2 separate regions of the Mus musculus genome follow, and region 1 is linked to region 2. Evidence: chromatin contacts called from public HiChIP or PLAC-seq data. All regions are on one chromosome and are shown on one strand. The core of a region is the stretch at or near the end of the contact, and the rest is flanking DNA. Distances in the headings are between cores, read along the strand shown.

Evidence for each region. HiChIP or PLAC-seq counts read pairs in DNA pulled down with a chosen protein or histone mark.
Region 1: an H3K27ac HiChIP or PLAC-seq map of embryonic stem cells shows a contact between it and region 2, with 11 read pairs. The contact joins two enhancer-like sites. A contact is called at or near these places in 1 of 39 promoter capture datasets (hippocampal neurons), 1 of 15 datasets of contacts at CTCF or cohesin (CD8 T cells), 16 of 484 Hi-C or Micro-C datasets (B cells, the C2C12 cell line, CD4 T cells and 10 more), 12 of 115 datasets of contacts at active chromatin or transcription factors (CD8 T cells, T-cell acute lymphoblastic leukemia, embryonic stem cells and 6 more) and 4 of 9 other capture datasets (adipose tissue, embryonic stem cells, liver and 1 more).

What each region holds. Positions count from the first base shown.
Region 1 is chr6:149,353,833-149,358,707 of GRCm38.p6, forward strand. No RefSeq gene overlaps it. Among named protein-coding and RNA genes, the nearest start is that of Gm38930, 3.5 kb to the left of the region's middle. Within about 2 kb of position 3,414, at least 23 of the 459 cell types and tissues checked have an H3K27ac peak or open chromatin away from gene starts, as enhancers often do. A contact at or near this core is called in bone marrow-derived macrophages and embryonic stem cells, where this site is marked.
Region 2 is chr6:149,129,521-149,135,050 of GRCm38.p6, forward strand. No RefSeq gene overlaps it. Among named protein-coding and RNA genes, the nearest start is that of Etfbkmt, 9.2 kb to the right of the region's middle. Within about 2 kb of position 1,766, at least 55 of the 459 cell types and tissues checked have an H3K27ac peak or open chromatin away from gene starts, as enhancers often do. A contact at or near this core is called in bone marrow-derived macrophages and embryonic stem cells, where this site is marked.

The DNA.
Region 1 (4,875 bases), core at 2,164-4,663, 230 kb after region 2:
TGGCCCAGAGAGCACCTCCACCCGGCTCTGCGGCCTTCCCCGCACCCCTGTTTTTTTTTTTTTAATGAGTTTTTTTTTTTTCAATAACCAATTGTAATACATCTTCATTCATGTCATATAAAGGAGGACATAAAGAATCTTAAGGATTGGCCGGGCGTGGTGGCGCATGCCTTTAATCCCAGCACTTGGGAGGCGGAGGCAGGCGGATTTCTGAGTTCGAGGCCAGCCTGGTCTACAAAGTGAGTTCCAGGACAGCCAGGGCTATACAGAGAAACCCTGTCTTGAAAAACCAAAAAAAAAAAAAAAAAAAGAATCTTAAGGATTATTGTTCCATTTTAGCTGAAGTTTTGGCTAGAGACATTTTTATGTCTAAACCAGTCACTGTGCTGTTCCCGTATTGAGGAATCAAAATATCAATTTACCTGTCTTGTTTGATTTTCTCAAAAATTTCAAGATTTTCAGGTGGTCTTCCCCTGTCATATCTGATCCATATTACTTTGGAAGGGGTCCAATGCCTTTTCTCCTTTCCTGTAAAAACACAAATACAGAGCCTCTCTCCCAAAATAGCATGTCCTTGGTCCAGTAACCAGAAATCATTAAAAGTATAGCTTAACTTCTCTCACAGAGGAATTTTAATATAACCACCAATCTCATAACCACACACATTTTTATAATTAAAACAATTCAAAGCAATTGAAACAATCTAAACAAATATTCTCTGTCCAGACAGTGCTTCTTTGCTGTCTCCTGCCCTGACTTACATGAGATCAAGGCCTAAATTATCTATACATCTATATGTACTTAAATTCTCCCTACTATGGAGATTAATTCTCCGTGGATACATATTATAGTATGCCCCTTTCTCTGTATATAATTCTCAAGGCCGAAGCTTCTACTGTCTGAGGTCGGTTAGGCTTCTTAACCCCTGTTTTCGGTCTTTTTTTTTTTTTTTTTTTTTAAGATTGAATGCCTCAATATTTATACATCTCTATATTTAACTTTAATTAAATTCTTTCTTGTTGCTGTATAAGCCTAATTACAGGCTCTATTTTTGTCGTACCATGGTAGGCAATCCCAGAAATCCCATGTGGCCTCATTTGAGAATTTGCCCTGGCAAGACTTTTAAATATCTTTAAAGCATTTGTTCATTCATTCTCCCTACCTTCTCCCTTCTGTGGAGCTTAATATCTGCTGTGCGTACCATCTGGCTTCCTGCCTCTCCTGAATTCCTTCTAGCAGCTGGCCTGGCTCTTTGCAAAGCAGGGGCTTCCAGCTTCTCAGCTTACACTCTTTGTATCAGTTTCAAAAGAGCAGAAAGAAATCCCCACGTGACTGGGGCAAAATCTATATAAAACCTTCTATCATTAAAAACAATTAAATCACACTTATAAATCTCTATCCTTTATTTATTTGCTGTCTAGAGGCAGGCAGTTTTTACTGTCTGCTTCTTACTGTCTTCTTCCTGTTAGGTGGCCCAGGGTAAATCCCTGCTGGTGGCTGTGTTCCTTTATTCTAGTTTCATGTGACTCAGCTCTGCTCACTGAGACTTATATCATTTGCATGTGTTGATTCCACCCTGGATTCCTTGAATTATTTTTAATAGTGGGTTCTCAACCGTAGTGGTAGACACTTCTTTACAGGAACATACCTTATATAAGAACACCAGCTCTCTGTAAAACAAATTAAAAAAATGTAGACAAGCAAGAATGTTGATTTTTATCTGGTCTACAATGACAGAACTCTATCTCAGGTCTGAAGATCAGAGATCATCTTCAGAATGCTTTTGCCATAGATGTAGAGAGAGAAATTCATAAACTAGAGATAAGGTAATAGTGGAGTTGGTTTACAAGTAGAAATCTTAGTCAGCTGAACAAGCACTATATATTGTAGTTAGCTAGTTTGGAGAGTACAGATAGTTTTAATTTTAGCTAGTCAACTATAACAATGAATAGAGAGTTGGGTGTCCCATGTTTGACTTTGTCATAATGAAAGGAAATCAAATAAAATAAAAGGTTTAAACTAAAAAGGCCTGGGACTTAGACTGCAAAGAAAACAAGCCCGGGCCTGCCTGAGTTTGTCTTGAAGCTAGGTCACTTGGTCATAACGATAAGGGAAGGAATACAGGAACTGGTTCTGACTATCTTGCCTGACTCATTGACCACCTGGCAGGCCGGTGCCTCCTGCTCACCCCCCTTTCTATAGAGAGCATAGTTAAAAGCTGAAACATTAACCAGATGCATTGTCAACTCAGATAAGACACCCCCCAACACACACACTTTAGAATCCTTATATGCCCAGGCCTGCACGTACTACTCTGCTGACTCATAATCATGTTGCTGATGTTTGAATGGGCCAATCATATGTAACCACGCCAATTCTTCCTAGCCCCTAAACCCTACCCTATTAAAACCCCGAGTTTTTGAGTCTCAGGGTCAATTCCTCTGTCTCCTGCATGAGATATGTATCGACCAGGAGCTCCGCCATTAAAGCTACCTCGTGCTTTTGCAACAAAAAGGTCTCTCGTGTTTCTTTGGGTAACCAAAGACTTGAGTGGGGGGGCTCCTTCCTGGGGTCCTACAATAATAGGGGGGGATGTTTTCATGATTGATGGAATTTACCTAAATCCCATGGAGAAGAACGATTCCTCGAGTAAGCTGTTTCTTAAAATGTAAAATAATAGAGGATTTTAAACTATGGGCTTTCCTTTAACATCTGGATTAAATCTCACTGCTTTCACTCATTACAGTACTGCAAATTTTAGCCAGAGGAAGCATTCAGGTCAAAGAAATAAAAGGTACAGAAATAGGGAGAAAGGAAGTCAGATTTCCTTGTTTATAAATATGATTCTTGATTCTTATTTGTGTATTTGTGTGTGTTTGTATGTATTTGTGTGTTTGTGAGTATATGTATGTATGTGTGTGTGAGAGTATGTGTATGTTTGTGTGTGTGTGTGTGTGTGTGTGTGTGTATGTATGTGTAAATGACCAAGCTCGCTCGTCAGTCAACAGGTTCTCCAGCCCAGGAGTGAGGATTAAAAAGAAATATGACAGACAACATTGTAGCATGACCCCAGTCAATTCTGAGACTGAAGGCAAATTTAATTTTCCCAATCCACTTTTTTTTTAAAGACTTATTTTATTATTATGTCTAAGTAACTATAGCTGTCTTCAGACACACCAGAAGAGGGCATCAGATCTTATTAAGGATGGTTGTGAGCCACCATGTGGTTGCTGGGATTTGAACTCATGACCTTTAGAACAGTCAGTTCTCTTACCCACTGAGCCATCTCTCCAGCCCCCCAATCCACTTTTTAATACCATTTTAATTACATGCAAGTATTTAGGGTGAGTAGTACAATGAGGAACTAGCAAGACAATAGTCAGGGACAAGCTAGACAATAAACACAAAGCCCCATGACCACTCCAGTGATAGCTGTTTCTAAGGATGATCAAGATATCTGAGCCTACTTCCTTGTTCTACCCTAAAGCCAGATTCTTACTTCCTTGTCCTTGGCCAATGTCAGGTTCCTGCCTAAGCTTACTTCTTTTTTTTTTTTTCTAAGCTTACTTCTTTGTCATGCTCTAGTGTCAAATTCCTGCCAAGACCATTGGCCCATTTCCTTGTCCTTGGCCAATGTCAACACTCCAAAGGGCTCTCTGCATGTATGTTTGTATGTTTGTGTGTGTGTGAGTATATGTGTATGTATGTTTGTGTGTGCATGTGTGTGTATGTTTGTGTGTGTGTGTATATGTGTGTGTTGAGTCAGGGTTTCTTTATGTAAAAGCTCTGGCTGTCCTGAAACTTGCTTTGTAGACCAAGTTGGCCTTGAATTCACAGAGATCCACCTGTTTATGTCTGGGATTAAAAAATGTGTGCCTGCCGGGAGTGGTGGCACACGCCTTTAATCCCAGCACTCCGGAGGCAGAGGCAGGCGTATTTCTGAGTTTGAGGCCAGCCTGGTCTACAAAGTGAGCTCCAGGACAGCCAGGACTACACAGAGAAACCCTGTCTTGGAAAAAAACAAAACAAAACAAAACTGTGCCATCATGCCTGGACCTAAATATGATTCTACACATTGAAAACTATAAGGAATTCATCAAAAGACCATTAGTATTGACAAAAAGATTCAGTAAAGTTGCAAGATACAAAAAATTCCACATACCAAAAATCATTGTTTTGTTTCTCACACCTTTCTCTTTCTGGCTCCCCACCCCCCACCCCCGGGCCCTAAAACAGGATCTCTAGCATAGGTTGTAGCTGAAGATGACCTTTCTGATTTTTCAGCTTCCATTCCACAAGAGCTACGATTACAGTGGTGCATAACTGGTTTATGAAGTGCTGGAGACTGAACTCAGGGCCTCCTACATGCTAGACATGCATGCATACCAATTGAGATACACTCCCAGCTAGAGTAGTTATATTTTTATGTACTAATTATTTAATTGCTGAGAGATTTTAATAAACCCATTCATAATAGCTACAAAAAAATTAAATTTCAAAGGATAAATTTAACCAGGAAACTGAAAACCTTTACAATGCAAAGTATACTGAAGAATAAAGATAAAAAATTACTGAACTCTTCCTCACCCCAGAGCCCGACCCCTCCCATCTAGAGATTGTTCCCAGAACACTCCTGAACTCTTCACCCCAGAATGCATTCCTGAACTCCTCACCCTAGAGTTCGAACCCTCCCAACTAAAGACTGTTCCAAGAACATTTTTGAGATAAGGGCCTCCTGGAACAACCTCAGAATGAACCGGGTACATTGCCAAATAATAGGACATGACCCCTTAGTTACGTAAAATTCCCTTGGCAGAACCCCTTAGTTATGCAAACTTGTACTTTCCCTGCCCCGCTCTCCCCCCTTGAGTTTTT
Region 2 (5,530 bases), core at 516-3,015:
AACCATGCTACTGTTTGGTTCAAAGTGGGTTAACTGTGAAACCTATCTCACAATGCTAATAAGCCTTTTTGTATCAGGAAGGAGGAGTGGTTTTTGATGAATAAAGAGCTGGAGGCTGTAGCTGGGGAAGGGACAGAGCTGGGAGAGCCAACTTTGTGGAGTTAAGGTGGCAGGGGAGTTGCGTTGAGTCTAGATGACTAACATGCTTATACTATATAGATACATCCTCAGCTAAAGGTCAACTTGTTTTTTTTTTGTTGTTTTGTTTTTACATTCTTCCTCTATAATCACATAAACTGTTTCCATTGTTTCATGGTATGTTAGGGGAACCATCTGATCATAACCCCACAACATGTACTTTTCTCATGCAAAATTCCATTTGTATAGTGACTTGCTTGCTTGTTATAAAACGGTGCTCCTGCTCTCAGTCTGTGTGGCTTTCTTCTACTCTCAAGGAGATTGTAAGTTTGGTCTGGCCATAAAAATACATGTTTTACATTGCAACATCTCAATGTCAACTAGTTTTTAGTACTATAACACTGGGAATTTCTTTTTTAGAAAAAAATTTTTAAATTAAAAAATGTTATTGTGTATGTTAAGAAAACAAGCCGGGCGTGGTGGCGCACGCCTTTAATCCCAGCACTCGGGAGGCAGAGGAAGGCGGATTTCTGAGTTCGAGGCTAGCCTGGTCTACAGAGTGAGCTCCAGGACAGCCAGGGCTACACAGAGAAACCCTGTCTCAAAAAACCAAAGAAAAAAGAAAACAATACTATGGACCCAGTTCTTCCTAGTTTTGCATGGGTTCTGGGGACTAACCAAAGTTAGGTTGCCAAGTTTCCCAACAAGCAGTTACCAATGAGCCATCACTCTGGTCCCACACTAGAAATTTCTAACCTTTCTGGTTTCAGTGATTGAATAAAAATGAGAGTGGTGTAGCCTGGCCATGCCAAGATGTACCCTTGAGAAATGACACCAAACAATAAATCTAGTATAAGAGGCTTATTGGGGGAAGAGAGATGAGGAAGGGATAGAGGCAGGCACACAAGCAGAGAAAGAGAGAGAGGGAGAGAGAGAGAGGGAGGGAGGGAGGGAGGGAGGGAGGGAGGGAGGGAGAGAGAGGGAGAGAGAGAGAGAGAGAGAGAGAGAGAGAGAGAGAGAGAGAGAGAGAGAGAGAGGCTGGAACCACCTTTTATCTGCAGAACATGTCTGGGGCAGCAGGCAGCAGCAGATGATGACTGATGCTAGGTCCCTGAGAGCAGGCAGCTAGATCACCTGTATACACTCAGAAAGAGTAAATGAATCTGCAGGTTTAGGAAGACCGTAAGTTTGATCATTCTCCAGTGAAATAAATCAATTATATTGTGAAAATAAGTGGAAGGCTCCTGAGAAGACTAGGTTGACTTCATAACAGGCTTCAGACTGGCAGTTCAGGAGACTAGGTCTAAATCTTTAAGAACGGGGTAAGTCCAGGCCTCAGAAGCTGCCCTGACACCTGGCGGGAGGCAAGGACAATGGATCAGTGTAGCTTTCCAGTGGCCATGGAGAACTGGGTTTACCTGAAAGGGGGGCTGGAAAAGGATGGAGTTCGAGAGAAGGAAGAAACCAAAACAAGGTTCTGATCAAGGCTCAAAGTTTAACTCTGCAGCTCCAGTTTAGAAAGGGAAAAACCACAAAACCCATCCTTTGTTTCAGCTGGATTATGTTGCAAAGCAGGCTCAGCGGGCAGTCTATTCTTCTAAATTCCTATAGGAAATTGCAGGTGCAGCAAGTCAGAAGACTCCATCTGGGTCGTTAAGCCCATTGTGGCAAGCACTCCAGGGCTGTTTACCCTGCTCTGGGCTGGGGGAAGGGCACAGGTCAGCAGCAGTTTCTAGACTTCCTCACAACAGTTTCTAGATTTCCCCAGCAAAGGTTCTGGAACATCCCTAGAGATAAAGCCCGCTGTAGAGGTCACCTACCCATCCCAGGAATTCCCCTAATGTGCTTTAAATCCGGCCTTCGAGCTCACTTCGGGGTCTCCAACTTGAAATGGGGGACCCCAGCATGCTGGACTTCTGCAGAATAAAACAATCTTTGCTTTTATATAATATTTGAGTCCTGGTATCATTCTTCTGAGGAATGCTGAGTGTAGGTTTCTATTTATTTGATAAGAATCCAGTGGGGTGGGGATGGGGGCGCTGGAGAGATGGCTCAGCAGTTAAGAGATTGCTCTTCTGAAGGTCCTGAGTTCAAGTCCCAGCAACCACATGGTGGCTCACAACCATCTGTAATGAGATCTGGTGCCCTCTTCTGAAAGTGTCTGAGGACAGCTACAGTGTACTTACATATAATAAGTAAAAGAAAAAAGAAAAAAAAAAAAAGAATCCAGTGTGGGTTGGACTCAGGCTGCCATCTTAGGACATTGCTAACAGTACTGCCATTTGGAGGCCTGTTTTGTGACCTAACAATCACGAATTTGATTTTGAGATAAATTTAAAGTTTTTATTTTGAGATGGGATTTTGCTGTGTTGCCAGCCTAGATTTCACATCTCCATCCTTGAGCCTCAATCCTTCTGTTGCTAGGGGTCTGCTTTTCTTTTTCGGGAGGGAGGGTGTCATTGTGTTTGTTTTTGTTTTTGTTTTGTAGAGGGTAAACCAAAGGGGGAAGGGTGGAAACTGCAGTTTAGGGGACAATTGTAATAATTCAGGTGAAGCAGTGCTTACCAGAGGGAGAGGGAAAGAAGAATGTGTTTTGGATGATACCAAATTGTTCTTAAACATTAGGGCTTATCTATCAGTCACAAGTATTTTTGCCATATCTACAACTAAAGAAACATGACAGCATGTAGTAATATTATCGGTGAGAATCGTTCTTTATACACAACACACTATTTCTGTTTTGGTTTGGTTTGGTTTTTGTTCTTAATCTTTTTAGGTAGGAATTAGTGATCATTAAATTACATTACCACTGGGTGGCACCACAGCATCGGTTAGCTAAAGACTGGGCTGGGCTTAATTCTCTCTGCAACAATGGTTTTCAGGTTTGAGCCTCTGCAGTTCAAGTGCAAAGTACAGACAAGGAATCAAATACAGGAAATTCACAGATGCCCTCAAAGCTGGTGTTAGAGACTTGTCATTAAGGCAATTTGTTGGAGAGAGAAGTTGGAAGAATGAAGCTCTAGAAAATCAAACTTCTTGGGGGAGTTGGGGTGGGGTTTATTGTTGGATTGCACATGCAATCACAGTTCCTTGGATACAACTTAATTTATCCATTGCTTACATCTGAACTCTGATTTGTAAAACTGAACTGTGGAGAGATGGCTCAGCAGTTAAGAGCACTGACTGCTCTTTCAGAGATGGTGGTTCACAACCGTCCATAATGGGTATCTGATGCCACCTTCTGGTGTGTCTGAAGACAGCTACTGTGTACTCATTTAAATAAAAATAAATCTTAAAAAAAAACTGAGTGATTTATTAAAAATACAGTTACAGAGGCAGGTGGATTTCTGAGTTCGAGGCCAGCCTGGTCTACAAAGTGAGTTCCAGGACAGCCAGGACTATACAGAGAAACCCTGTCTTGAAAACCCCCTAAAAAAGAAAGAAAGAAAGAAAGAAAGAAAGAAAGAAAGGAAGGAAGGAAGGAAGGAAGAAAGAAAGAAAGAAAGAGAAAGAAAGAAATATAGTTACAAAGCTATTCATTGTAAAATTATAGTATTTATCAAATGGTTGATTTATAAGCAATTTTACCGATGTGAGGATAGGGCAAAAGCCCCAGCTCTCACAATCCCAACAGGAAGGCTCCACATCTCATTCAAATATAACAAATAAAGGAAACAATAGGGTGAAAAGCAGAGACTTATCAATGTGTCTACATTGGGAATGAAGGAAAAAATTAAAACAAGCTAGTGTCATAGTTTATGTTATAGAATTAATGTGCTTTCCCAGTAAGAAATTATTCCACATATTAGAAGTTAATAAGGAAAAGATACAACTGGTTTTAACTAATGCACAAAAAGGAACCAGTCTTAAACAGAAATTGTTATCAGTTTATACATTCTACATATGCTGGCATCCTTAAATCTCTTTCTGGACCCAGCCCTTCGTTACAGTTTGAACAATTTAAACAGATTCAAGAGACTGAAAGTCTGGCTACTTGAGCAGAAGAGAGATTTACACAGCAAAGATACTGTCAGAACTATTTAAATACCTCAGTTTTCTTTTCAAATAGATGTTACCCAGGTTCATCTTGCATACCTGGCAGAATTTGCTTTTCCTAGTAAGAGCACAGACTAGGTCTTCATGATGTCTGTGACTCCCTGCCCCAGTCCCGCCCCAGGTCCATTATAGGCATGTTCTTTGATATAGGAGTGAGCCTAATTGTCAGTTGTAAATCAGGGTTGTCGGTTTTTTTTGGTTTTTTTTTTTGTTTTGTTTTTTTTTTTTGTTTTTTTTTTTTTGTCTTGGGGAGAGACCGTAATTGGAGGTCAGTCTTGGCAAACAAACATTAGCAGGAATGTTTCCTCAGCAACCCTAAACTTCAATTATGCTTTGAAGTTTTCTTTCTTACAGTTTCTAACAAGTTTGGAGGCAAGGCTCCTTCAGCTAAATTCTACTTTGTTAATATTTCCTAAGCAAGTTGATTAATAAACCTTTTACAGCACAGCTCTATTATTTCAATTTTTCCTGCAGCAAATAAGTTTGCCTAGAGAATATTAAGTAACACAAAGTAGTATTTAGCTAAAGTTGCATTGTTCAGTAAAAACCTCAGGCTGTGAGGAATCTGTGAAGAATTGCCTAACCCCAGCCTGACCTTTCTGCAAAGCTAACTCACCCTGTTCCCAGTAAAAGCACAAAAACAGCGGCAACTTTATATATATATTTGTCCCTCAGCCCTTCTAAATTTACTCAAGCGTCATCCCTCAGAAAGGTTGTGTTCACTTGCTGTTTTTATCAAGCATTGCCGACCAGGACTGCTTGCTCATTAGGCCTATTTCCATTTCAAAAGGAGCATGTTTTTGCTTGGCCGTTCAGAGATGACCTGGCTAATAGCCTCTTATCAAGAAAAGCATAACTCTGCCAGAGAGGCAGAATGACCCAGGTTAACTGCAGCCCCAAAGTGCAGTTCTGGCCTGGACTGTTTCAAGATAACTATGACAATTACCCATTTGTCCAAATGACCAAAATTTGCAGGTTTGTCTCTGTAAAATATCATGGGAGACATGAGAGCCAGTCCTAACCTGATGGCACTGTGTTTCTGCCCAGAAATGAACTTCTCTATCCCAGTCATTAGAGTGCCCAGATCTGCGTAATAATTTACACAGGTCCCCAGGATAACTAAAGGAACTTAATGTGGAACCAGACATCCAATCCTTAAGGGCCACTGACCTTTTTCTCTGGAATGCCTGGGAGTTCCTGCAGGGGAGATAAGAATAGGATAATGGGCCCTGAGGTATTAACAGCTGCCTTTGCTTCTGTAAAACCTGTTTATTGCTGTGGGAAAGGAATGAAATGGTCTTTTTATTACTGTATAGTGGGAAAGTAAGAAACAACT